2 separate regions of the Macaca mulatta genome follow, and region 2 is linked to region 1. Evidence: chromatin contacts called from public Hi-C data. All regions are on one chromosome and are shown on one strand. Each heading gives the region's core, a stretch centred on a gene start, on an enhancer-like site or on the middle of the called end of the contact. The rest is flanking DNA. Distances are from core to core; before and after follow the strand shown.

Region 1 (6,100 bases), core at 1,446-3,945:
TTTTACATGGACTCAAGTGGTTCAGACACCACTGGACTCACACATTAAAGAATGTGGTTTACTACAGTTTCTGCTTTACTCGATAAGAATAAAATACTTCTAGAAAGAATGCATAATAATGCACTCCAAACTTGAATATGCTACTGATTGTTAATGGCTACATTATTCTGGATATTTGTATCAACAACATAGCGACTTTTCTAGACTTCTGCCCAGATATTACAATTATTATCCTAGCCATTAGTTACTCTCAGAAAAGTAGAGAAAGATGCAAATGGAAAATAAAGCAGCATTCAAGGAAGCTGGCTCTAAAGAAAACAAGCACAGGTGGCAGGGTATGGTGGCTCATGCCTGTAATCCCAGCACTTTGGGAGGCTGAGGCAGGCGAATCACGAGGTCAGGAGTTCGAGATCAGCCTGGCCAACATGGTGAAACCCCATCTTTACCAAAAATGCAAAAAATTAGCTGGGTGTAGTGGCAAGCATCTGTAATCCCAGCTACTTGGAGGCTGAGGCAGGAGAATCGCTTACACCCAGGAGGCGGAGGTTGCAGTCACGCCACTGCACTCCACCCTGGCAACGGAGTCTCATCTCAGAAAACCAACCAACCAACCAACAAAAAGGTTACTTTATCACAGTATTGAAAACGGAGACAGCAAATGGAGTCTCTCTGAATATATAACCTAAAAACTGAAACTGTAAAATTTAATCTATTATACAGAATTTTCACAGTTGTTTAAATTTTACTGTTTGCAATTCTAGAAAAATAACATCATGTTGGAAAAGCAGTAATTTAAAATGAATTATATTTTGAAAAATATAGAAAAATGACAGGAATTCTAAATTTTGTGAATATTTTACCCAAGAAATGTGTTTTAGAATCTTTTGAGATTTGCATTCGAAAATATTGTTGGTCCAATTCTTTCACTGTTTAAAGCCAACAATAAAAGAATAGGAAAAGAATGTAGTTACTTCCAACTCTGGGCTATAACAATAAGATAATAACGTCTAGAAATTACACTTTAAAACCTTCAGAGTAAATTAATAAAAATTCAACATACTTCAAGTTATCATCACTTTATTTTTTCCATCATTACTTTTTTGTTTACTGTTTCAATTTATTGAATTATAAATACAATGAAGAGTACAATAATAAATGTACATACAGCTTTATGAATTCTCACATAGTGAGCCTGTGTTACAAGTAATCTATTATTAGCTTTTAAGATGATACAGTGCTATGATCGAAGGACTAAAATGATCAACATCACCATAAAAGGCAGTTATAAACAAGAACAATTAAGTGTAATTAAATTAGGTGGGAGGCACACTTAGAGAAATGAAACAATTTTTGGCTCACATTTTACACCACACAGGTATTCTGTATCTTTAGAACATGAGAAAATACATATTCTCAGTCTGATAGGTCTCCGACTTGGGGGTTCTTTTACTGTACTTTTTTCTCTCTAGTAGCCGAACATTTTAAAGGAATCAGCAGAAAAAACATCAAACTTCAGAACCAATTAGACTTTTAAAAGCAACGTTCTTGCCCTTTCCAGAGATACATGCCTTAATCCTCCTACAAATCATGACCTTACCCGGTAACTTTAAGGGTGAACATCAACTTATCTACATTTTGGCGCTTGCTTTCCCTAAGTGGCAGATGGTTTCTATTAACCTAAAATTGAAGTCCTTGTTGGGGGACCCCTAATTCCATGTCTAGTCCTAGTGCCCAGAGGCTACCAAAGACGATACGAATAGCTTCTCAGGCACTCCACCCACCATTTACCTTGTTAATGCAAATCTCGCCCAGACCTGGGTCCCGAAATTATTTTACCCTGCAGAACAGAAATGTTATGGTGTTCATTCAGTGAACTCGTCCCTAGTTTTTAATCTTTGTATTTTCTGCGTATACTTCGAGCCACCAGTAACTTTCCCAGTTACCAAGAAACAGTGTAACACAGGTTGCTATTTGTTTTGTTCGGAATTTACGAGCCATTTAAGCACACACGTGATTAGCAACACTAAGGGGGCTCTTCCAGGCAAAGAATCCACAGAATGAGAGGCCCTTGGTACCCAAATGAAGCAACAATGAAAGATCGGCGAAGCTCAGCAAGGTGCCTGAGCGCCACGGACGCCTGCTCTGATTTCAGGTTGCCGGCGCGCGCCCGCGGGTCTGCCTTTATGGGCGAGGCGCAAAAGGGCTCCAGGAAAGAGGGCGCCCTTAGGGGCTCGGAGATTAGCGTGGGCGACCCTGCCACCAGCCGCCCCCACCACAAAGAGGAGGAAACGCTCCGCATCCCGTCACCAGGGCAACTCTGCAACCCGACACCAAGGCTCAAGATTCCGCATCCCGGGCAGCGGACACAGAAGAAAAGCACATCGCGGCCCGGCCGCGGGGCTCCAAGGCGTCCCTGCGGCTGCTGTTCCTAGGGTGCCGAGAGCGACGCGGGGGCCACCCCTCTCCGCCGGCCCGGGATCCGAAGATCGGCATCCGCCGCAACGCCACCGCGCCGGGCCGGCGCCTGCCGCACGTGGCGGCCGTGATTGTCCCGGGGCGGTATCCCTCCGCGCCCCCGCCTCAGTCTCCCCCCGCCCTTCCCGGGACCCTCCGTGCCAGGGCGCCGCGGAAGGATCGCACGCACGCGCGCGCGCACGCCCCGCCGTATCCGCGGAGAACGAAGGGCGCTGCGGTAAGGAGCAGCCGCCGCCACCACCACCGGCACAGCCGCTCCGCAGCCTCCCGCCGCTGGTTAGTCAGCCCCGCGGCTGCGGGCGGCCGGGTGGCCGGGCGCGCTCTGAGGTTCGTCCCTCATCGCTGAACCCGCGTCCTCCCTCCGCGGCTCCTCGGGGAGGGGGGCGGTCGGTGCCTGCGCAGAGCCGCCTCCTCCCCGCCCCCGCCCCGCCTTCCCCCGCGCCGCCGCCGCCGCCGCCGCCCGCTACCGCTACCGCCGCCGCCGCCGCCGCCGCGCCTGCTGCTCCTCGCCGTCCGCGCTGCAGTGCGAAGGGCTCGAAGATGGCCGGTTGGCAGAGCTACGTGGATAACCTGATGTGCGATGGCTGCTGCCAGGAGGCCGCCATTGTCGGCTACTGCGACGCCAAATACGTCTGGGCAGCCACGGCCGGGGGCGTCTTTCAGAGCATTACGGTGAGGACCAGTGGCGGCCGGGACCCTGGTCCCTGCACCGGAGTGGGGTTGGCGGGCCGCGGGGGCGCCGCAGCGCGGGGCCGGAACACCGAGGGCCGAGCCCGCAGGTGTGCTAGGCAGCGGGCGCCGAGGATGCGGCTGCCGGGCAGGCTGGGAGGCCGAGGCCCGGAGACGCCCCCTCACCCGGGGCTGCGCTGACAAGCGGGGGCGGCGGCCAGACTCCTTGCTGGCCCTCGCCGGGCGTCCCCGGCGTTCCCAGCGTGGGTCCAGGTGCCCGGGTTGGGGGAGGGGGCACGCACCAGCCAGGGCAAGGGGAGGGTTTCCTTTTTTCCTGCTAGTGCGGTTCCCCTAGGTTCTCTTGAAGCCCTGAGGTTTGCTATGCACGTCCTGGGGTGGAAGCGGGGGTCGGGGATCCGGGCCGGGGAGCGCGGGCCCCGGGTAGAGGTCCCCAGGCTTCTTGGCCGCCTCTTGCTCGGCGGACAGCTAGCCGCCCGCGCCTCCGGCTGTGGGAGGCGGTGGCCCCGACCCGGCCCCCGGGATTCTCGAAGCGACTTTGCGTAGGTTTGCCGATGTCCAGGCCTCTGGGGCTTGCGAGAGATGTGCGCCGACCGCGTAGGTGGATTCGTGAATCTCGACTTCAGCTGTAGCTCTATAGGTTGTTTTTTTTTTTTTTTTTTTTAATTCTCCAAGATGGCGAACTGCCATTGATTTCTCTCCTTCTCATATGGAGATTCATCGATATACGGTTATCCCCAGTTACGCAACATAGCTGAAAAAAGGGGTGCTTTTCGGGGGCTTTCAATTATCTGCGAAGACCAGGAGCACACTTCACTTCTCCAAGTCCCTCCCTCTTTAGTGGTGGCAGTAAAGGAACTAATGCAGTTTTATGCTTCACATTGCCTGATTTTCTTGAGACTTGATGGTTTTGAGTTGGTTGCAGTATGTTTGGGGAATATTTGCAAGTAAGCCTCCAGCTTATTGTTTTGCCTGTTTCTGCCCAAGGCTGTTTCTAAAATTATGGTAATTGTATTAAATACGAGACCATTCCTTTAATTTCTTAGCACCACGCTCACTTCCCATTAAACACCAAAATTCAGGTCCCCTATTATGGGTGCTAATTATTCTTTTGCCACTTAACGTGGTTTAAAGTCTGACTTTAGAACTCAGTCCTTGATGCTAGTACTTTAAGGTCTCGTATACCCGCAGTGGACTACAATTCTTGTAGGGAATTGGCATCTGGTCATCAACTTTTTTCCTGCAGTCCTCTTGTCTTTGTGTGTGAGTTCCCGCTGTCTGACGAGGAAGATTGCGGGAGTGTGCTTGGAAATGGCTGGGGCCTGCTATGACTCTGCAGTTCTGATGGGGGCGACGCCTTCCTTCTTATTCATGGAATGTTAGAATGCACGTTTTCTCCTTTCCGGTTCTGGTGGCTACCTCAGTTTCTTTCCCAATCTCCCTCCATTTTCTCTGTTTTACTATTGCCTACCGCAGTGCTGTAGACAGAATCCACTTTGCGTTTGCCCAGAAAGAAAACTGATTACTGAGATGGGAGGGGAAGGGAGGTTGGAAAGAAACAGGAGTCGTGGCTAGAAAAATAGGAGGGAAATATGAATTTGGAAGAGCACTGATGTTCGGGGATTGAAGTCCATATCATCAGGTATATTTCTAGTTATTCCAAGCAGAGAAGTGAACAAATCAAAGAACAGGCTTTATTTTGGGAGACTTTGAAGCAACTTTAAATGTGATGAAACATGATTTACTGTAATGGGACTGAATATGATAGACCAGCTGTGTTCAAAGAGTTGATAGCTGAATTTTTACCATTACGTGAACACTTTCAGGCACCAGCTGACTTAATACAGTTTATAAATAACTCTTTAAGTTTGCACTTTGTCTAGTGTCAACTATCAATTATTTAGAGTTTCTTTATATAGACTGGTCTTGGTTAAGAGACGACACCGTTAACTGAAATCAAATCAACTGATGTAAAAGATGTGATTATATAGAATTAAGTAATTATTAAGAAAAGACCGAATCTTGGTTTTACGTTAGTGAAATGTGGCTGTCTGGCATAGCACACAGCCTTTCCTGTTAACATCAAGCCCTAAAAGGAATTAACTACAACTTCATGTTTTTTTTTTTTTTTCTTTCTGGTGGGGGACAGCCAATAGAAATAGATATGATTGTAGGAAAAGACCGGGAAGGTTTCTTTACCAACGGTTTGACTCTTGGCGCGAAGAAATGCTCAGTGATCAGAGATAGTCTATACGTCGATGGTGACTGCACAATGGACATCCGGACAAAGAGTCAAGGTGGGGAGCCAACATACAATGTTGCTGTCGGCAGAGCTGGTAGAGGTAAGTAAGGCATTCTTTTGGTTAAAAGTTGCATGCCACGTTACAACTTATTAAGCAGTTTCTTTTAACATTTTGAATAAAAGTTAGTCCATAATGGCTATTAAGGTGGTTTTTGTGAACTGCCCAGCACTATGGAGAAGCACTGCTTTAGTTTTACCTACTCTGCAGCATCTACAACCTGCCCTCTTAGATCCTGATTTTGTTCTAAGGTAGAATATTCGTATCAACTCACTTTCAGCTTTATTAAACTTAAAAGTCTCTTAAACTGCTTGGCATGTCAAATGATAATCCTGTGGTGTTTCAGATTGTTAAATTGTTGGAATCACTTGGTTATTTTAGTCCTTTGCAGTTTGTGTTTGACCTTTGGATCTCTTTTCTTTTTTTTCTTGATTGTATTCTAACCATTTCACTATTCAGCATAAAGAAGTAAAAATTAACATCAGTTCATTTTTCAGTTAGGAACTTTGCTGGGGAAAAGATAATTAGATGAGGATTTTGGAGTAAGTTATCCATTCACTGAAATATTTTCAAAAATTGTGTGTCTGAGACTTAGATTTGAAAAGTAGGAAATTACATTTCATTTGTATACTTGGTCC
Region 2 (6,408 bases), core at 1,509-4,008, 580 kb before region 1:
GCTTAAAAGATTAAACAGTTTGTTCTAGTGAAAGAAAAATGGACCACAGAGTTGAGCAATCTGAATAAGTATGATCCTAATCCTGCCAATCTGCAGCATGAATCTGACCACTTAATCTCTCTGGGCCTCTAAGAATATGAGAATACGAAGAGTACACTGAACAGACAACATTTAAGCTCTTACAAATTCCCTCATTTTAAACACTGTAAGACAATTGTCATCCTTGGTTAATTTACTATAAAGTGGCTATCCTTCATTTAGAAGGATAGTCTAAACAGATAAATCTAACCTAGATCTCTTGTATGCACAGTTCACAATACGGTTTGCGCTCTTATGAGGCTCTAATGCCCCCACTGATCCGACAGGAGGGGCAGCTCAAGTGGTAATGTTCGCCCGGTACCAATCTGGCCCTGGGGGGTTGGGGACCCCTGATTTAGAGTATCTATTGTCTACCAGGCACTGCACTAGTACTGAGAAGACAGATATGAATAAGACCCTGTCCCTGACATTGAAGGACTCACAGTCTAGCAGGGGAGAAAGGCAAGTGAATGTCTAATTATCCTACTTAGCAAGTGAAACAAAATTTCAAATATACTTAAGGTACAAAAATAGCCCAGGAAGTGACTGACTCTATCTGGGTAGCGTGAGGAAAGGCTTCACAGAGCAATGATATCTAAAATGAATTTTAATTTCAACAGATGATAAAGAGTTTGCCAAATCAACTAGAGGCATAGGATAGTACTAGACTGAAGAAACAGGTTGTTCAAAGGTACTCACAAGCAGTTCAGTATTGATGGAGTACAAAATAGGATGGGATAGCAAGGAAATAAATGAGTCTCAAGAGCAATTCAAGGATTATAAATGGTTACATACCCTATGCTACGTGGGATGGAATTTACCCTGTAAGCAGTGAGGAACTAACTACTGTAGGCATTTTTAAAGGAGAGGTTATTTATCAGATTTTTAAATGTCGTATTGTTTTCATTAGAGTTCAAATAAGAATTTAGTATTAAAAATTGTGAATAACAAGCTACCTTTACGAACCTAAAAAAAATTTATTATGTAACTTTGCCCAACAGTCTCTGCCTAGCATATTACCTAGCACATTATAGCCAGCGTTTGATAAATGATGACTAAACTGTAGAAGACAGACTATCAGTGGGCATGGTGCTTAATAATAAAGATTTTAAAATGTAGAAATAGAAACGTAGACTGGCAAAAAGTGCAAAAATGTTTTAAGGTTTCTTTCTTTCTTTCTTTTTATGAGACAGTCTCGCTCTGTCGCCCAGGCTGGAATGCAGTGGCGCGATCTTGGCTCATTGCAACCTCCGCCTCCCGGGTTCAAGCAATTCTCCTGCCTCAGCCTCCCAAGTAGCTGGGATTACAAGCGCCCGCCACCACGTCCGGCTAAATTTTTTTGTATTTTTAGTAGAGACGGAGTTTCACCATGTTAGCGAGGGTGGTCTCGATCTCCTGACCTCGTGATCTGCCCACCTCCGCCTCCCAAAGTGCTGGGATTACAGGCGTGAGCCACTGCGCCCGGCCCTTAAGGTTCCTTTCAGGGGATGGGGGAAAAGGGAGGAAATGGCCTTCCTCCTCAAATGCAGACGTTTCTCTTAATGACTTTTTTGCTTCTGTATAGTTACCAGAACTTAACCAAAGCCTTCTTTTCCTTCCCAATTCTTTCCCTTACATAATACTCACATGCAAATACTCCTAGCCACAACCTAGTAAAGCAACTTCCCCAGCATTGTCCAATCTAAGTTTATTATCTTCTTCAACACTACACACTCTGTCTTCAGCTTCAAAATTTCAAAAGTCCTCTAATGTTCTACTTTTAATATGCTCATAACCATTTCAAAATAAAATGTTGCTAGAATATCTCTATCATGCTCACTGCTATATCCTCTTCCAACCCCACCTTCATCATTTGAAATCTGCATTACAGCTCCACTCTCCCTATTCAGTACTACAAACCCCATTAAGGAAGGCAGGCCAGAATTTGGAATTACTTAAGTCCAGGTGTATTTAATGTGCGTGGTCATTCTAGTGGACTAACTCTGTTTGTCTTTGTCCTTACTGTAGAGCTAAATGACTTCACAAGGGCCCGTGTAACACCAGTATTGCAGACCCAAGTGTCACAAATTCAACTAGCACATTCTGTTTTTCTCCCCCTTCTTCTATCCTGTAGAAGATGAATCCGCAGGCAAGAATGATGGATCAGTGAAAGGGAGGGGGAATACGAAAGCCCAGAGGCGGAGACTTCACTTCCGACTGCCACGCTATATCAAGAAAGCCAAGAGATAGTCTGGCCTTTCCGCAAGCCACAGGAAAAGGCAGATCAGACTTTTCGGGCTCCTCGGGTAGTTCTCAAAGACAAAGACAAAAATAAGAAACTAGTCTGAAGAAAGAGAGTCCCTTGCTTCTTCAGAACTCACCTGTCAAGAGCGGCGTGGACGGCGCCATGTTGTCCCGGAAAAAGAAACCGCTCGGGTGAGAGTTCACGAGGGCCGAACCCGGCCCCTACACGTCTCCTCCTGCGTGGAAACAGCGAGCTGGTGTTTCCGGAGCCATCAGCCTCGGGGCCAATTCACTTCCGGTTGCGGAGTGACGCGGAAGAGGCGCCCGAACGCGCAAGCACAGATCTGGGGCGACGCTTGACCGAGCTTGGGAGGGCTGGACTGGGGCGGGTGCGTCTGCTTTCGCCCTCCTTCTCTAGCAGGAGGGGCGCGCACTTCCGCGGGGCGGAGCCCACCTAGTGCTGACGTTGGCAGCCGAACCCAAAGTAGATCGAGGCGGCGGGCTGCACATTCCCGTTGTTGCGTTGCGTTTCCTTCCTCTTTCACTCCGCGCTCCCGGCGGCGGCCAAAGCGGCGGCGACTGCGGTGCGAGAACGACCCGGCGGCCAGTTATCTTCCTCCCGTGCACCCGCCAGGCTTGGCCAGTCAGTCGGCGACCGGCGCCCGGCTTGTGCTCAGTCCCCGCGCTTGCCGCGCCCAGGCCCAGCGGCCGTAGCCAGCGCCTGGCCTGAGAACCTCGGCGCTCCGGCGGCGCGGGCACCACGAGCCGAGCCTCGCAGCGGCTCGAGAGGAGGCAGGCGAGCGAGCGAGTCCGAGGGGTGGCCGGGGCAGGTGGTGGCGCCGCGAAGATGGTCGCCAAGCAGAGGATCCGTATGGCCAACGAGAAGCACAGCAAGAACATCACCCAGCGCGGCAACGTCGCCAAGACCTCGGTAAGGAAAGAGCGGTCGCCCCTCTGCGTTCCGCAGCCGGGGCACAGTCGGGGTCCCTGGGGCCGCGTCGCGTTTTCTCCCGGATCCGGTCGACTGTGGGCTGTGCTGTGGAGGGGTAGGGGCCCGAGTCTGCGAGCCGCCAGACTGTAGGGGCTCGGGAACCGAAGGGGAGACCTGTGGGTGAGGGGACCGGCCACCGGGGCTGTGGGAGCCTGGGGTCCGAGTGGTTTGTCTGCATCTGAAATGGTGGATTTTCGCTTTTGCAGAGAAATGCCCCCGAAGAGAAGGCGTCTGTAGGACCCTGGTTATTGGCTCTCTTCATTTTTGTTGTCTGTGGCTCTGGTAAGTGTCTTGCGGGCTCCCATCAGGTAGAGTCTTGGGTTGAAAGGGTTTGGGATGACGTGGTGACCGGTCAGTAGTGAGTCCTACCTGCGTAGTTCTCAACCCACCTGCAGAGGACTCCACATAATTCTGTTTCATCTGAACCAAATTACTTGTTCCACATATGCACAGAGGGTAGTGCTCCAGAAACTTCTCCTAGCTTAATTTGTACTCACAGGAGATCAGAAAGGAGGTCAAGTCTTGGTAATGATCGAGTTGGAATAAATGTACGACCGGACAAAACCTAACGGAATGATAATTTAGAATGTTTTTTAGCTTCATTATCAGCCTTTGCAAAGGAACTTATAAATATGTACATACAGATGTTAGCACTTGATTTAACATATACCAGAATTTAATATCTTAATGTCAAAATTGAGTATATTTTATGAAGTAAAGCTTGTGCAAAGAATTGATTCACTGTAGAGGAAATGTACCTGATTGGCATTTTAATGTGAGTCAAATGTTTTTAGGTTAATAAAAGAAACGTTTGACATATGGTTTAAAAAAAATTGTCAGGGCAGCCTGCTGTCAGAGTAACAGACACTTGCCTTTGCAAATAGATTACAAAAAAAAGGTCTTTCTTCTCTTCGTTTATCATCTTAATATGCAAGCTGTTAATATTGAAGTAGATGTTGGTTTTCCACTTTCTAAAGTTACTGAGATTTCTGTTTAACGTTTCACTTTGCCTTTCTTTTGCACTTACCAATTGGAAACTTTCCTGATAAATGGCTGAGAGCCAAGCAGTTTATATAACCTGAAGATTATTGAATTTCAGCTTTGTGAGAATGAGGAAACATGCTTGTATTATAGGCCAGGCCTTAAAAGGATGCTTAATTATTTAGGGATAAACCAAAATAATTCTATGCTGGAAAAACCTGTTTGCTTTGGTGCTTTAAGTTCTTTGTAAAATGATTACTTATCTGGAAGTTCTCTTGGTAATACTTAGACATAAAATTCAGCGAAGCTAAGATTAAAAAAAATAACTCAGGGACATTTCATTGTTTTATTTGTTCAAATAGGCCTATCGTCACTTCTTATTATAATGAAGTTATGTACCATTTGCAAATGTAAGAGTACCTTTGGATTCTTCAGCTACCTTAATTAATATTTGTTAGTCACTGGACCTGTTTTATTCAAAGCTTATTTTAATATTTGCTCTTTCTTTTTACAGCAATTTTCCAGATTATTCAAAGTATCAGGATGGGCATGTGAAGTGACTGACCTTAAGATGTTTCCATTCTCCTGTGAATTTTAACTTGAACTCATTCCTGATGTTTGATACCCTGGTTGAAAACAATTCAGTAAAGCATCCTGCCTCAGAATGACTTTCCTATCATGCTTCATGTATCATTCCAAGGTTTCTTCATGAGTCATTCCAAGTTTTCTAGTCCATACCACAGTGCCTTGCAAAAAACACCACATGAATAAAGCAATAAAATTTGATTGTTAAGATACAGTAGTGGACCCTACTTATTCAGTCAATTAAGAGTAAGTTTTTTTATGTGGTTATTAAAACACTATGAATAATTAGTCTAAGTCTGCATAGACAGGGTCTATATTTTGTTAACCCTAATGTATAAATGCAGTTAGCTTAAATTACAATTTGAAGTCTTGTGGTTTTTATATAGCTAGGCACTTTATTACTCTTGAACTGAAAGCACACTCCCTTATAGGTTCATGTAACTGTCCTGTAATAAGGTGCTTATAAATCGAACAACTACACAGCCTAGTTTTGCCACAACCTTTAGCATCCAAAACTTTTTAAAAGCTTCTAAATGTCTAATATAAAGGGAGATGCTTGTAGCCACAACATCTATTTTACCAATATTGTTTCCATTACACTACCTTGGATTTTGCATGAGTGAGTATAGTAACCCAAGATGCCATAGAAAAAACTTGATCATTTTCTGACCTAATCAGTTACTGTGGTTTCATTAAAAGCTGCCGTGGTGGAGTGAAGTCAATCAGGGAAGGTTTGTTTATGTTACATTTATTATGTTACATTGATTTCACCAGAATTATTTTAATGTATCAAAGGGGTTTACTATGCCAAACAAAATTCTAGGGAAAAATACTACTAAACATGGATGCCTCATTAGAACATGCTGTTGAGTCCAATGTGCCATAAGATATTTTATTTTAGCATGTTAAATAGCACTTTTAATAGCAAAAAAAGGCACATCAACTACAAAGTTATCCTTAGTTTGGAAATGCTTTTCTAGATTAATGATCGAAATGCCGTTAGGGTCCTAGACACATCAGCCTAAAGTGGCATCTGGAATTGAATGGATTTACTGATAATGATCAGTCTTTAGTCTTCCCTTTGTTATATGATTTTATAGGTTATGATTGATCAGATTTACGTTTTACTAATGGTAAGGGTGAGGGTGATAGGGCAGGTTTTGGGTTTTCTAGTACTGTTGAAAACTGCAAGTACTGGCTGTTTGTATACTTAGCCATAACTTGGTGAATAAAAACCTGAGCAGTGTCTATGTATTAATACGTTGGAAAGAAAGCTGCTTGTGTTTGCTTTGTTAATTGCCTCAGGATATTTCTTTTAAAATAAGCTGTTTTAAGAGGAACAGAAGGGAAATCTGCTACCTAGTCTATACACAGTGTGAACCTCATAGAGGGCTTCTGATACCCTCAAACGTGGAGAGCAGTAAGGGAGTGGAGTGGTTAAGGACTTTCAGGAACTTAACTATTCTGGAATAAGAAATTAATCAACTGACCTTGGGCCAGCAGGTTTTTAACTAAATTGTTACTTGCCTTTCTCACCCAGTTATCAATTT

The links. Hi-C and Micro-C count contacts between places; a contact is called where the count stands out from the background.
Region 2: a Hi-C map of fetal cortex germinal zone shows a contact between it and region 1, with 7 times the contacts expected there. The contact joins the promoter of SERP1 here to the promoter of PFN2 in region 1. A contact is called at or near these places in 2 of 14 Hi-C or Micro-C datasets (fetal cortex germinal zone and fetal cortical plate).

Annotation. Positions count from the first base shown.
Region 1 is chr2:52,991,198-52,997,297 of T2T-MMU8v2.0, reverse strand. It overlaps PFN2 (profilin 2), which reads left to right and starts at 2,695. Exons shown (of 4, transcript XM_015131794.3): 1 at 2,695-3,147; 2 at 5,312-5,504. The coding sequence starts at 3,016.
Region 2 is chr2:53,570,281-53,576,688 of T2T-MMU8v2.0, reverse strand. It overlaps SERP1 (stress associated endoplasmic reticulum protein 1), which reads left to right and starts at 2,758. Exons shown (of 3, transcript XM_015131801.3): 1 at 2,758-3,232; 2 at 3,499-3,574; 3 at 4,788-6,408. The coding sequence starts at 3,149. The coding sequence ends at 4,828. It overlaps EIF2A (eukaryotic translation initiation factor 2A), which reads right to left and starts at 2,482. Exons shown (of 14, transcript XM_015131799.3): 1 at 2,439-2,482. The coding sequence starts at 2,466.